Linked DNA regions of Gasterosteus aculeatus: region 1 is linked to region 2. Evidence: chromatin contacts called from public Hi-C data. All regions are on one chromosome and are shown on one strand. The core of a region is the stretch at or near the end of the contact, and the rest is flanking DNA. Distances in the headings are between cores, read along the strand shown.

Evidence for each region. A called contact is a pair of places that touch in the nucleus more often than the background predicts.
Region 1: a contact with region 2 is called in a Hi-C map of skeletal muscle, with 2.8 times the contacts expected there. The contact joins the promoter of limk1a here to the enhancer-like site in region 2. A contact is called at or near these places in 4 of 6 Hi-C or Micro-C datasets (skeletal muscle, tail fin and whole body).

What each region holds. Positions count from the first base shown.
Region 1 is chr1:8,823,708-8,830,362 of fGasAcu3.hap1.1, reverse strand. It overlaps limk1a (LIM domain kinase 1a), which reads left to right and starts at 1,616. Exons shown (of 16, transcript XM_040175949.2): 1 at 1,616-1,963; 2 at 4,306-4,405. The coding sequence starts at 1,906. It overlaps elna (elastin a), which reads left to right. Exons shown (of 47, transcript XM_078098250.1): 47 at 1-765.
Region 2 is chr1:8,788,469-8,794,759 of fGasAcu3.hap1.1, reverse strand. limk1a (LIM domain kinase 1a) reads left to right here. Exons shown (of 16, transcript XM_040175949.2): 16 at 1-1,565. Among protein-coding and RNA genes, the nearest start is that of septin4b, 11 kb to the right of the region's middle. Within about 2 kb of position 2,374, at least 7 of the 9 cell types and tissues checked have open chromatin away from gene starts, as enhancers often do.

The sequences.
Region 1 (6,655 bases), core at 367-2,866, 36 kb before region 2:
GTTGCCAAACTTGTGATGTATGAAGAAGCAGTGTTTGCTGAAGACGTTACAGGGGAAGCCTTCAAAGTATATAAAAAAAAGCCTAAAATACTACTCTGGCGTTTTCATTACATATGTGTGAATGTTTCATTAAGTGTCTCAAATAGAGCGCTTTATTATGCTTCCAATGTTTAGTCTCATTACAGCAGTTATTTACATTTATTTGTCATCACATGACTTTTCAAGATGTCTTGCACCATTCTTTGACTAATATCTTAATTGCACCATTCTTTGACTAATAGCTTTATTGTTACCAGGAATGCGTGAACGATCCTTTCCTTTCGCATTTATTCAGCGGTTAGAATCGTACAACTGAATTTTGTTTATTGGGAGAGACTAAGTGTTAGTGAGAGGCATGATCCCACTGTTCATCCTTTACTTGAGCTGCTTTTACAAAGGCTCACCAACCAAAGGTCCATGAGCGCTGTTGCCAAGTGACCCGATCTCTCTCTGTGGTTGTGTACTGTATTTTGTGTACTAAATTGATAAACGCAGGCTTCGGTTCCTTCACTCTGCGCTGTGTAAGAAATGTCTTTGAGCCCCGCTGGGTCTGACCTGGTCCTATGTGCCATGGGATAGTCTTCATCTTTATTTAAAACTGTTTTTTTATAAGGAGGAACAGTGTGGTTTTGCACTTTTTATATTTCCATGTGACACATGTGACTTGTTCCTGGAATCCAGCATCAATTTGCTTCATTAAAAAACAAAATACAATGTGTAAAAAAAGATATTGCGTTGTCCTGCTTTGTTTTTGTGATTGCTTTTCACAGGCGCATCAATTTGTCCCTCAAAGTGCCTCGGCTGGTAGATCAGTTTGCTGCAAGCATCATGCCACAAAGTAATAATATCGCAGGTGTAAGTCTTTTCTGTTTGTCCCACTGGGCAAAAATGAATCAGGAACGACGACATTTAGTGTGTTTTATTAGTTGGCACAGCTCTTGGTTGTAATGACAACAAACAGATGGGGGGGGGGGGGGGGGGTTGGCTTTGTGCCTCAGCGGTAACTTAACTGACTGTTCTTGTGGTGCCAGCTGGAAATAATGAACTCATGTTGCTGTTCTCCCGAGATCTCCTGGGAGGACCAGTGACCCGTGCGCTGCACCCTGGACATCTAGTTCACCATCAGCAGAAGTAAACGTCCCACTTTGGAAACAGTGTCACTGTGGAACTGCAGTATAATATTGTAGGTACTTCTACAAAGGAGTAACTATGTGGTAGCAAGAATTAGGGAAAACTCTTTTGGGCTTGTGTTTGTTGTTGTGTTGTTCCTAAAAGGAATGCTTAGTTTAAATCCAAGATAATATTAATTCATCATAATCCTTTTTTACATCTTGGGGTTCACTTTTATCTCTTACTCTTTAACATTTTTCCATTGACTCCAGTGACAAAGAAAACGATGCATTTTTTGTTGCAGAAACGCATCTCTATATATCGCAATATTTTATGTTTACATTGAACATATCAACCAAATAAAAGGAGGTTATCATTATGTATTCATTTGCCGCTCATTGGTGTTTCCTGCACTGCGCCGGGCCCCCCCCTGAAGACATGCATTCATTAAAGCAACGAGCGCTGCTGGTTGGCCGCCACTCGTCCTCCTCTCCCCGGCTCAGCTGCTTCATTGGTCGGCAGTCTCTCTTGAATCAAGCGCCGCACAGACGTGCATCGGCGCCGGGGAGGAAGCATCGCGGGCCGCCGCAGGGAGGGACCGAAGCGAACCGCGACAGGACCGCTGCACTGCTGCTGCTGCTGCTGCTGCTGCTGCTGGGGGTGCTGGAGCTGCCGGTGGCCCGTCGGACATCCCCGTTCATCTGTCGACCCTGAGGCGGCTGGCTCTTTAGCCGGAGCTCGGTATCCAAAGAGTGGATGAGGTTGATGCTGCTCTGCTGCACCTGGAAGGACGAACGCATGGGAGAGGAGGAAGGTGAGGAGCCGCCGCTGGGCGCGCAGGGGCGGGAAGACGCTGTTCCACCCCGTCACGCTTTCCACTACACCCCCCCCCTCCACCCCCCCTCCGTTGACCGGCGCTTATGGGCAATACTACGCGGCATCGTTGTTTTTTTTGGTCTGCGTGTCCGTATTGTGGTGCCGCCGCAGCCGTGTCTCGTGTTCGGATGCGGCGGTCTCAGGCCACGCGCGCAGCACTCTCATCCATTCGACCTAGAGGATGTGCGCATGTGTTCAGCGTGTGACAAGCAGAAGCAAGTTACAGTGATCAAACTAATGCGAGGACTGTGACGTCATTAATGCGAAATGAGACACTTTTATTATGTGCATCTTGGAGTTATTGTTCTGCATGACACATAAAGGTTTTACAGAGTTGCAGAGTTGAGTTGCAGATAATAGCATCAACGATTCAAATCCTCAGTTATCTCTTCCTGGTTCACTGGCTTGATTTACTAATGCCTCTCAGAACATGATAACCAAGTTTTTCCTCAATCTAATTTGCTGAGAGGAACATTATCTGAAGAAATGATGCCAGCACAATGGTTTGGTGGGTTGTTGGGTGTTTTAACAAATGTATTCATGCTACACAAAGCATTGGCCTTTGGAATAATGTTTGATCTTTTTAAATTTATTAATAAATGGCCTATTTTTTTGTTGAATTGGAACGCAAATTATATATTATCAGAATATTGTTTAAATAAATGCTGGGAACAATTGCTCTAGAACAAGCGTTGGAATAATTATTTGTGTATCACTGTAAATACGTTTCGTTTCGAGACACTATTTCACTGTAGTTGTCATTCAGCCTCGATCATGATTACTCACCTTTAATGTAATAACTCACTGTGCAGGACGAACCTCTGCGGGAGTTTTTGCAAGTCATGATTTGGGAGGGATGGGACACCTGCCAGGAAAAAGTAGTGTGAGTGTGAGTCCGTGTTAGAAGGCAGGTGTTTGTGCGCTTTTTGCTGAGGTATTTGCATCCTCTCTGAAACCTTTGCAGACAGCAGAGGTCCAGTTTTCAAATATAAAAAATCCCCGGTAAAGAGAATGAGGTGAAACCCATTCATTAGTAAAGAGGGGAAGTGAGGGGAACAGGAGAAAAAAAGCCATCAGCACGAACCAGCGAGTTTTCAAGCCAATCGGATCAATATATTTACTCCAGCAAGGCGGCTCAGTCATTACAGAAATGAGCCGACCGCACAGGAACCTCCGCCATCAAAGGATGGAGGAGTAATCAAAACCTCTGCTTTGTTCTCCTGTGATCCAACATTGATCCAACAATATACAGACATCGAGCTGCGGGTTAAACTCTGAACTGATCTGCACTCAGGACCGTTACATTTATTCTAGCTGTTCTTTTGTCTGTAAAATATCAGTAAATAACAGTATAAATGTAATAAATACAGTGCACGCTGTTTTATTTTTCAGCTGCAGAAACGTCACCGATGATTTCCTGCATTGTGTAATTTGCACGCAGGCTCAGGTCAAGTGAAATGTTTTTGTAGTTTCACTTTAAAAAATAATTTAGGAATTGAAATATTGTCTGCTTTTATGCTAAGAAGGTGGGAACAGGCAAAAACTGTCACTATAATTCAACAAAGTGTCTTTCTGAAATCTGATTATGTGAATTTACACTAATTTCAAGAACCCAGCAATGTTATTTGAGAATATTGTGAAAGTTGTTCATCTGTAGCTTCTTCTTCCACTCAACGATTCAAGCCTACTAATGAAGGGATTATCGCCTTTATGTCCTTTCATCCGAGATTTATATCATAGTTAATATTCTCCCTTTAGAGAAGTTTACTCTTTTATTAAAAATGATAAATGATTTGTCACGTAAGCAGAATTAGAAAAAAATGGTGTTCCTAGTGCTACAATATTTTGACCAAGATTCACTGGTTAATGATTACGATTTATCGTATACTATATTTAACCGGACTACAAAAATTTCGTTTCAGTTTCATTATATAACTTTGAGAAAGAAAGCACTTAAGAAATAATCTGTATATAACAGCAACAGGCTTGTTCTATTTTTCTAAATGTAATGATTTGATATAAATACGATATCTGTTGATGTGCCTGTTGAATGTTGTCTAAAATGAAGAAGCATTTATTCTGTGCTGTTTGTTTGCTATCCGGAGCCTCAGTGAGGATTTGCATGGAAGGCGAGTTAAGAACAGAGATAGCAGTCACATGCAAACCCATATCAGCGAATATGACACGTCGTCAAAGGACTGCCATTGATTCTATGCGAATTGCACCATAAAGCCGTGGATGCCAGTTCCTCCTGTAACCTGCAATCTCTCGCGTTTTCAGCCGGAGGACGTTTGCCCGTGTGCGCGGGATGCAAACAGAGGATCTACGATGAGCAGTACCTCCAGGCCCTCAGCTGTGACTGGCACAGCGTCTGCTTCAGGTCTGTGCAACACTAGCCCACCTCCCTCCCGCCCCGGCATGTCCACACGAGTCTTTAAAGGTCAGGTGATGGGGGCGTCTTCTTCAGCGACCCGCTGGATGAGTGTGGAGCTGAAAACCATTAGTCCATGGCAGGGTTGGGTCACTGGAAAGAAAATAAATCCACCTTCTGCTGCAATTTTTCTCCCCGTGTCTCTCCCTCCTCTCCTTCTCCATCATCCCTTCTGCTGTCCAATGGAGCGGTTAATGGACATCAAAATAAAAATAGGTATTATAAATAATCACGTACAATGACCTTTGATGAATAAACAAAACGCTGTGTAGTGTAGTTTGTGTGAAGTTTAAGCAATAACAGTAGCTGGTTTCAGCTCTTTTCTCTGCCATGCGTCGCAGCAAAATCAAATAGCGTTTAGACTGTTAATTGTTGTAAAAAAATATATATGTTGTTAAGGAAAAGACCAGTTCGGGTGATCGTTTAAACACGTTTATTACTCCTATAATTCATATGACTCACCACGGACACAGAAGCTCAGTAGCGAAGTCCCTCACAATTGAGCGGTTTGAAAACCTGTTTGAATAATGTTTACAAAAAATAATTACATCAAATGATGCAGCCTGATCTCCAAAACCAGTTCGTAAAAATGTATACGAAAATCTTGAACATACAAATTTGGTAGTGATACATACGAAATGACGCCACCCTATTCAAAGTGAATGGGGACCTGCACCCTGTAAACACACTGTGTGAAGTCTAACGATGTAACCTAACCCTAACCCCCTCCAAAAATCCGGAGAGGCGGAGAGACGTTCACTCAAGGGGCGTGGTTAACCCCCAGCAGTTCGTATGTATCACTACGAAATTTGTATGTTCAAGATTTTCGTATACATTTTTACGAACAGGTTTTGGAGATCACGTTGAATGATGATAAAGCATTGACTTTGATTCCAAAGCAGCTCCTTTTTAAAGGATGCCTTCAGCTTGTTCGATTTTTGATGGATTGTTCTGCGGCACATTGTGTGAGTGGGCAGTGAGACTTCACGTGTCTCCGTGTGAATTCATCACATTGCTTGGATTTCAACCACTATTACGGTTTTTAACATTGAGCATTACAACATGTAATATACTGTATGTCTGTGGCTTAACTGATCGGAACGCAGAAATTATGTTTTCGTAGCCTCCTAAACCATGATATTATTTGATTATTGTAAACCCTTATATACCCATATATATGGGTACATATGTGTATATATATATATACATATTAGAACCACACAGATACAAATCTACATCATCACATTCCCTTTGAAGGCATCTTTTAAGAGCACCTACATGCTACATGTTCGTCATCCTATTGTCACTCAATCTTCAGATCAATACAGTTGCATCAGGTCAAATAACTCTTTGAATATAAAGAGATTCAAAGATAGTGGAGACACACTAATGGTCATTGATTCTTTGAAGACTGTAAAATGTAATCGGAGACTTCCGCTTTTTGTGCGATTTAAGGGTCATATATTTGCTTTTTGCAGCAAATGTTTTCACCACTGGAATTTCCCTCGATTAATTAAAAACATTTAACATATTTATTCCACGCAGCTCGCTGCACAACAGAAACTTAAATACATTTAGCAAAAACAGAGACCCGTCAACCACACCTGCATCACGCGAGGGCCTTTTAGTGTTTGTCTGTTGTTGTTGTTTTTGTACGATTCCATCACACTGTGGCAGAAATATAATACGCTCCCTCCCTGATAAGCCAGCGCTGATAATCCCATTAAGACGAGTGGCTCGTGCAGCCGTACCTGAAGGTACAAACCTCCGCCATGGAGGCCATTGACTCGTAGGGGCACAACACAGTTTATCTCCATCCGCGGGGACGTACAGGGTCCCACCGGAGGATACCACGCTGTTATTGTTCCACGTTGACTAAGAGGAGGCTCCGCTGGGGGCCTGGTGTTGGTGGAGAATCCATTTAACGGTTGAAGATGAGACAGGCGAACTTTGTGTTTCAGATGCAGCTTGAATGCAGATGCAGAGACACAAAGACCCGATTAGATCAGTCTGTCTTTCCTAATGGGTGAAAAATCGTCATTTGGTGCATTCTTGAGATGTTTTAGAAATGCGACACTCGTCCTTTCACTCTGTTCGTCGGATTGCCGTGTGGAAAACTGACCTCTCAGTGTGTCGTTAATGATTTCCCCCGGATGGATGTCTGGATGAGAAATCTGAGGAGGCCATCTGGGCACAGGG
Region 2 (6,291 bases), core at 1,125-3,624:
TCAAGTACTACTCTCATCTCGTGTACTGTAAAATAGTTCAGGTCTGAGCAGGTTCTGCCTCATCATGTCAGCTGTCTCTCCTCCTGTGGATGACCCACTGTGTGTTTACATGTAAATTGCAAATATCTCTGTATATGTGTCTGTCCATGCATCTGTCTGCGTTTTTTTTTGTCCTACTCTTTTTGCAAACTGCATGATGTACTCGGTCTGCTTGACTTCTAACCCAAGCTGGTTTTTGTCTCAAAATGATGTGATTTTAAATTAAAAAAACAAAGAGGAAAAGACAAAAAAAAGTTAAGAAAGTCAAGCTTAAATCGAAAGAGCAAAAACACACCATCTGTGTTTTTTTGTGTAGATGTATATATAACCACTGAAATCTTTTTGTATAGATTTGAGTACTTTAATTTGCACTATATTACCAAATGGCTGGATGAAGCCATGTTTGTTAATTTCCTCTCTTGGGCTTCTTGTGATACGGAAATAAATGATGTCGGTTCAGGTAGAAATATGAATGCAAGACACTGATGGAGCCTTTCAACTGTAAAAATGGGATCTAGGAAATGCATCCTCTTGAAAGCAAACCGTTTTATAATTATTTACATGCATTTTTTGTGCATGGCTCTACATTCGATGTATCTATGGAAACCATGACTATATTTTGACTTTTCAAGCTTTAGCACCCAAAACGCCGTTGCTACCGAGAGGATGCGTTGTCCCAGCTCTGCCTGCTGCCTACAGACTGGTCCTTTGCGAATGAGGTTCTGTGTTTTTTTTTCTCCTTCTGACTGCTTGCTTTTGTGTGGGATGCTCCACAGAGGCTGCAACCTCTGCCTGTCGTTCTGATGTTGGAGCACTTAAACTGGCCACTCACCTTCTCGTCCCACTCCTTTGTCTCAGGGCCGTATATATTCCTGGATCTTTTTTCACTAATTCAATTAACTCGGCAGCTTAATAGGAGAGGAGGATTCAAACGCTTAAAAGTGAGACTCGGAGCATGTAACCTTCTGTCGATGTAAAATGCTGAAAACACAAAATATGCTTCTGTAAAACCTGCTGGAGTGCGTGTGCGTCCATGGGCTCGCTCCACGTGAGATGCTTCGGCGCGTTTTCTGTTCTGTCGAGCACGTTAGTGTGTGTCTGTGAGGATCGATGAGGAGGATGCCGCGGCTCTTCTTTGCAAAGGATCGTTACCTCTGAACAATGCTGTGCCTTCGATGTAAGCTAGCCTTGCCAACCACTTGGAAAAAGAAACGTGAACTGATTCCCCTTTTCATGTGTCATAAGTGCAAGCCTGATTTAAGTGGAGTGAATATCATTGCTGATACAATGTTGTATGAGATGTCATCTTGTTCTGTATCCTATTTATGTTTTTCCGATGCCTAGTTTTGATATTTTAACCTTATATTTCTTTGATTTTGGTCTCATTTTTTTTTAAATTACACAAGCTGTGAAAACAATTCTGCACTTTAATCTTGAACGTGAGCATTTAGACTCTGAGGAGGCGACTGTTTTTCCCCCCCCTTTTTTTTCACGGCTACAAATAAAACTGTTGCTTCTAAAACAAACCAAAGACTCAATGTGTTTGTACAATAATGATGGTGTCTTTCTATTTATAACCACTCTATCAAGTTCCTCTGCATTTACAATGCTGAAACACACTCAGAGAACAGTGTGAGAGCTCCATCCATGTGTATAAAATCACACTAGAAGACAGCTGCATTAGTGCTATTGAATGTGTGTGTAATGGAAAGTGGAAAAAAATCCTGCTTGTGTTTTCTAGAAAAAGAAAAGGTGAATTTATTAGAAATGGGTTGTCAAATTGACCACTAGATGTCACTAGAAGTTGAAATGATATTGTAGAAAATAAAAATATAAAATGCAGCTACTCGTCACTCTCAAAGGTGGACAGTATGAGTCTTACTCATTCTACAACAAGTAATGTAGTACAGTACTGTACGAGCTGTACAGTAAAGCATCAGTAAATGTCATAGTGCTGCAAAAATGTTGCGCTAAAATCGTCATTTGTATTGGATTGCTGTTATTACTGCATGTTGAAGTTGAGATGGAGAAATTGTTTATTTTATTTTATTATTGTAGAACTTATACATATACATATAAATAAGCAATCCCTACAATCTACCTCAAAAACTCCATATGCAATAATATACTTTTTTTTTTTTTGAACGGTGGCGTTGGATGATAAATGTCAACATTGCGTGCAGGATGAGTAACAGTAAACATTTACACTTCCAAGCGAACCTTTCTTCCCCACATCGCGTCCATGTGCGATTGTTTTCATTCCGACGCCGCTGCTGCGGAGCCATCGTGACGTCACGGGCCTAGCACAGAAGGGAGGGGGGAGGAGAAGGAGGGGGGCGCGCGCATTCACAGCACGCGGGCGGGCTGCTGTCATTTCACCGCAGTTGTGTTTGGATCTGGAGAGGAAATTAAGGAAATACCAACGAAGAAAAAAAAAAGAAAAAAAGGAAGAAGAAGAAGGTCGCCGCATTATTAAAAAAATAAAAATGGAGCATTCGTCCAGCAACCACCGGTTTCGGTCCACAATCTTCAACCACGGTGAGTAACGTTGAGCTCACATCGGACTCCGCGTCCGGGACGTTTAGTCTCGTCCACCGGAGTGACACCAAGACGCAGTCCACACTTTCCCTTTAAATGTCTTTTTTTGTAGTCGTTAATAAAGACACACGGGTCTCCGTTAAAACTCACGCACAGCGCGAGCCTCTACGTCCCATTTAATCCGCACACTTTTATTATTAAATGACTCTCTGTCCGGACCGGAGGGTCCGGTTCGTTCTGCTAAACCTTAATCCCGCCAGTCCTCCCGGTGTGCAAGAGCGGTACCGAGACCGGGTCCACACGCTCCCGTCGCTTTATTTACCACAACAATCACTCCGTATTCACCTGTGATTTATCACACCTGAGACCATGTCAGAGAGCTCGCTCTGTCCAAACAGGGGACTTTATTGGGACTGTTGTCTCATTGAAGCAGTCGTCCCGTGTAGCGCTTCTGTGGCAGGTGAGGACACAGATGACAGCCTCTCCGGTGGACGCGGGTCGCGCTTGACCTCCATGCGGTTTGGTTCATCGTGTCCTCTGTTGCTGTAACTCCAGATGTGAGCATTGTGCTGGATTACAAAAGTGTTACTAGAGAGCTTGGGTGCTTAAATACTGTGTGTGTGTGGGGGAGCTTTTTTGTGTGTTCCATGGACTACACTAATCTACCTAAATGTAACATTGGTTTAAACCAGAGGCCGTGAAAGAACGACGAGAAACCGGGCTATTTTAAATCTGTGTCGCCTGCTCCAGAGTTCATTCCCTATGCGGTTGGGTTTTCTTTTCTCAACCAGAAAACCACATTGTGTGCCCTGAGATTCACCTTTACAGCTTCTCTGCCGATTCCCACCGTAGCGGAGCCACTTCAGATAGGACATCTTGGCGATAAGATCACATTTTTTTCCATGAATGACTTTTTTGTTTTACCGATGACTGTTGAGAACTGTCTCAGCGTGTCTTTAGAAACTCTTCAGTCAGGAAACTGAAACCCCCAAAACTGTCAATGTGCTTCCAGAAGCACAGAAAATGACTTTCAGCAGCGGGGTGCGGATGTGTAGTTGTTTATAACAATTGCTGTCCTGTATCGTTGTAAATCTTTCCTCGAGGGGAAAAGATGTATTTGAGGAACACAAGCAAGCTCGGCCTTTGAATACTAAATTCGGTTCGCAAACTCAAGCTTGAGCAGGTCTGCATCGTTTAGAAATATATATTTCTTAAGTGACAAAGGAGAAATATAAAGATTTAACCGGTGCATGACTTGTTTTATGTGAGAGTTGTAGGGTTTCCCTTTCCTTAAAACATTGAATAATGTCCCACTGATCCTGATCACCCGGGTGTCAAATACTATGATGTGTGGTAACCACTACGCAAGGTTTAGATGTCATCCAAGCGTTGTGGTCTTCCAGGCGATACGTTTTCGACATGTTTACAGTGTTGTGTTTGTCTCCTTTCCTATGTTTGACCCCCGTTGGCTGTGCGCTTTGACCTGATTTCTCCTGTGGATCAACCGTCCTCCTCAAACCAGATGATGAGGTAAGAAAGCCGAGTTTTCCTTAAAATCTGCTGCCAATGACTAAGTAGGTCACTGGTGAAAGGAGATTTTGCCTTGATTATCTCTCCGAAATGAGGACATTGTGGTTTGTTGATTTCACCTCTGACAGCCGCTGCTGTTCAGGCGGGTTTCCACCCAGTTCTTGTTCATCTAAAGAGGCTTATGTTTTCTTCATGCTGAGTTGGAAACATGCGAAGTATGATTCAAACTTGAGATTTATTGCTGAAAATGCTGCTGAATGACATGATTCTCACTGTAAATCCACTGAGCTCGTGTGACTTGGCTGTTGTGCTTTTGGAGGTTTTCTACTTGACATCAAAGAGGCGTCAGGTGTGTTTTCTTGTTCCTATTGTGGCCACCGAGAACCTGCTTGGTCTGCGAGTTTTACTCGTTGGCAACATCTTGCCCATCCTTCTGCAGTGTCTCAGCGTCCTGTCATCGCCTTTCCAGTAGCCAGCGTCCTGCCACCTGCCCGTCAAAACCGCCCCTCATCCTCTTCTCTGTGTCACTCTGTGCATCCGAAAGAAAACCCTGCAGCTGTGTTTGGCCCGGCTGAGTGGGGATGGAAAGCGGGTGGGGGCGGGCAGCAGGGTGGGTGTGTTTGTTTTTAAGCCCAAAGCATTCACAGGCCGGTGGAGAGGTGTGGATCCGTGTGAGTGCGACAAACCTGGTTCCTTCCTTAGCAACATTCCAAGCCCATGTGACAACAGAGGGAACACCTTGTGGGGCAACTTTCCACATCTGTTCAAGTTCTTGCGGCCAAGCTGCCGCTGCCGCTACCGGCTGGGTGACGGCGTTCGCTGATTAATCTCTGATGGTTTGGCACCCCTCTCTCTCTGGGTATGCGATTAAACTAGCAGATGTCTACATAAAAGTAGTCCCCGCCCTCCGAAACCACACCCATCGTGTGTCCTCATTAAGCACACGTGTCTCTGTCCTCTTTGACGGTCCTGGTGGACGTAGCCGAAGTGCCCTTCCCACGTGTCCACACCCCGGCTCCGTAAACCTAAAAAATGCCACCGAACCTCACGTACAAGAACACACACAGAATGACGTCACTGATCACGGGTAGCGCCAGCTGTGGACAGAGAAGCCAGGGCGGCTTGTCTCTCTCACACACACTCACACACACACACTCTCACCATGGTTCATTCCTCTGTGGCTTTTACTCAACTAGCCATTAGCTTCTTGTGCCTTCCATTGCTGCTTACCGCTGCAGCCAAAGTATAGTCAGTCTATACTTGGACTTTATTAGCCCATTAGCTCGCTAGCTACTGCAGTGGATGCCGGTTTTTCCCCTTTCCTCTGTTTCCCTCGTAGCTACGCCTGTTTTTCTCATCAGCCGTCACTGCTTCGGCGCGTGCGCCCTCGTTGTGTCCCGTTTGCAAACTGGAAAAGGCAGAATTGGAAAGTATGCTGCACCACACCCGTCTGTGCGCCGATTGGCATTTGACTGTTGGAGAGACACATACAGTACATTTTATTGCAACACAAAACATCGCAGGTGGATTAGTTTCGGGAATGTTAAATGACGGGCGTGAGATGGGATTACTTTTTCACACTGGGCGTTCCCTGTGTTAGATGAGGGCACGCTCTGAAAACAACCTCACTCTTCCTTCATGTCGTCATATTCACGATCACGCGAATGCCAACCGGCACCCAGTATCAGGTGCTGACATTATACTCCTGCGCGGTAATCCTGTCATCCATTACGTTACCTCAGTGAATCCACGCAGCACCGCTCCTCTCTGTGAGGTCGCTCGTCAGTAAATCCTGACCTGTGTGTGTGTGTGTGTGTGTGTGTGTGTGTGTGTGAGACCCTCCTCTGGGCAAAGGGTGGGCGCTCCCCTCTCGGTGCATGTGTGGAGATCCGGCGTGTGATGGCCCAGTGGTGATGGCTGCGGCGTCCGGGTTTGGGCCCGCGAGCTCTGTCTTCGACAGGCGGCCCTCTGGGCATTTTCGGCGTGATGCGAGGGCAAACAATCAGGTTAGGGAGCGAGCGCGCGGCGCTGAGTGCGACAACAATGAAGAGACGGTGAAAGACGAGGGCTTCAAGAGGGATTTGTGGTGTCAATATTATTTTGTTTGTAAAAGCCTTTCCTACAGAAGAAAGATTTTGGGCTTACAGTCATTGTTCAGGTTGATTTTGGGTTTAATGACACCAT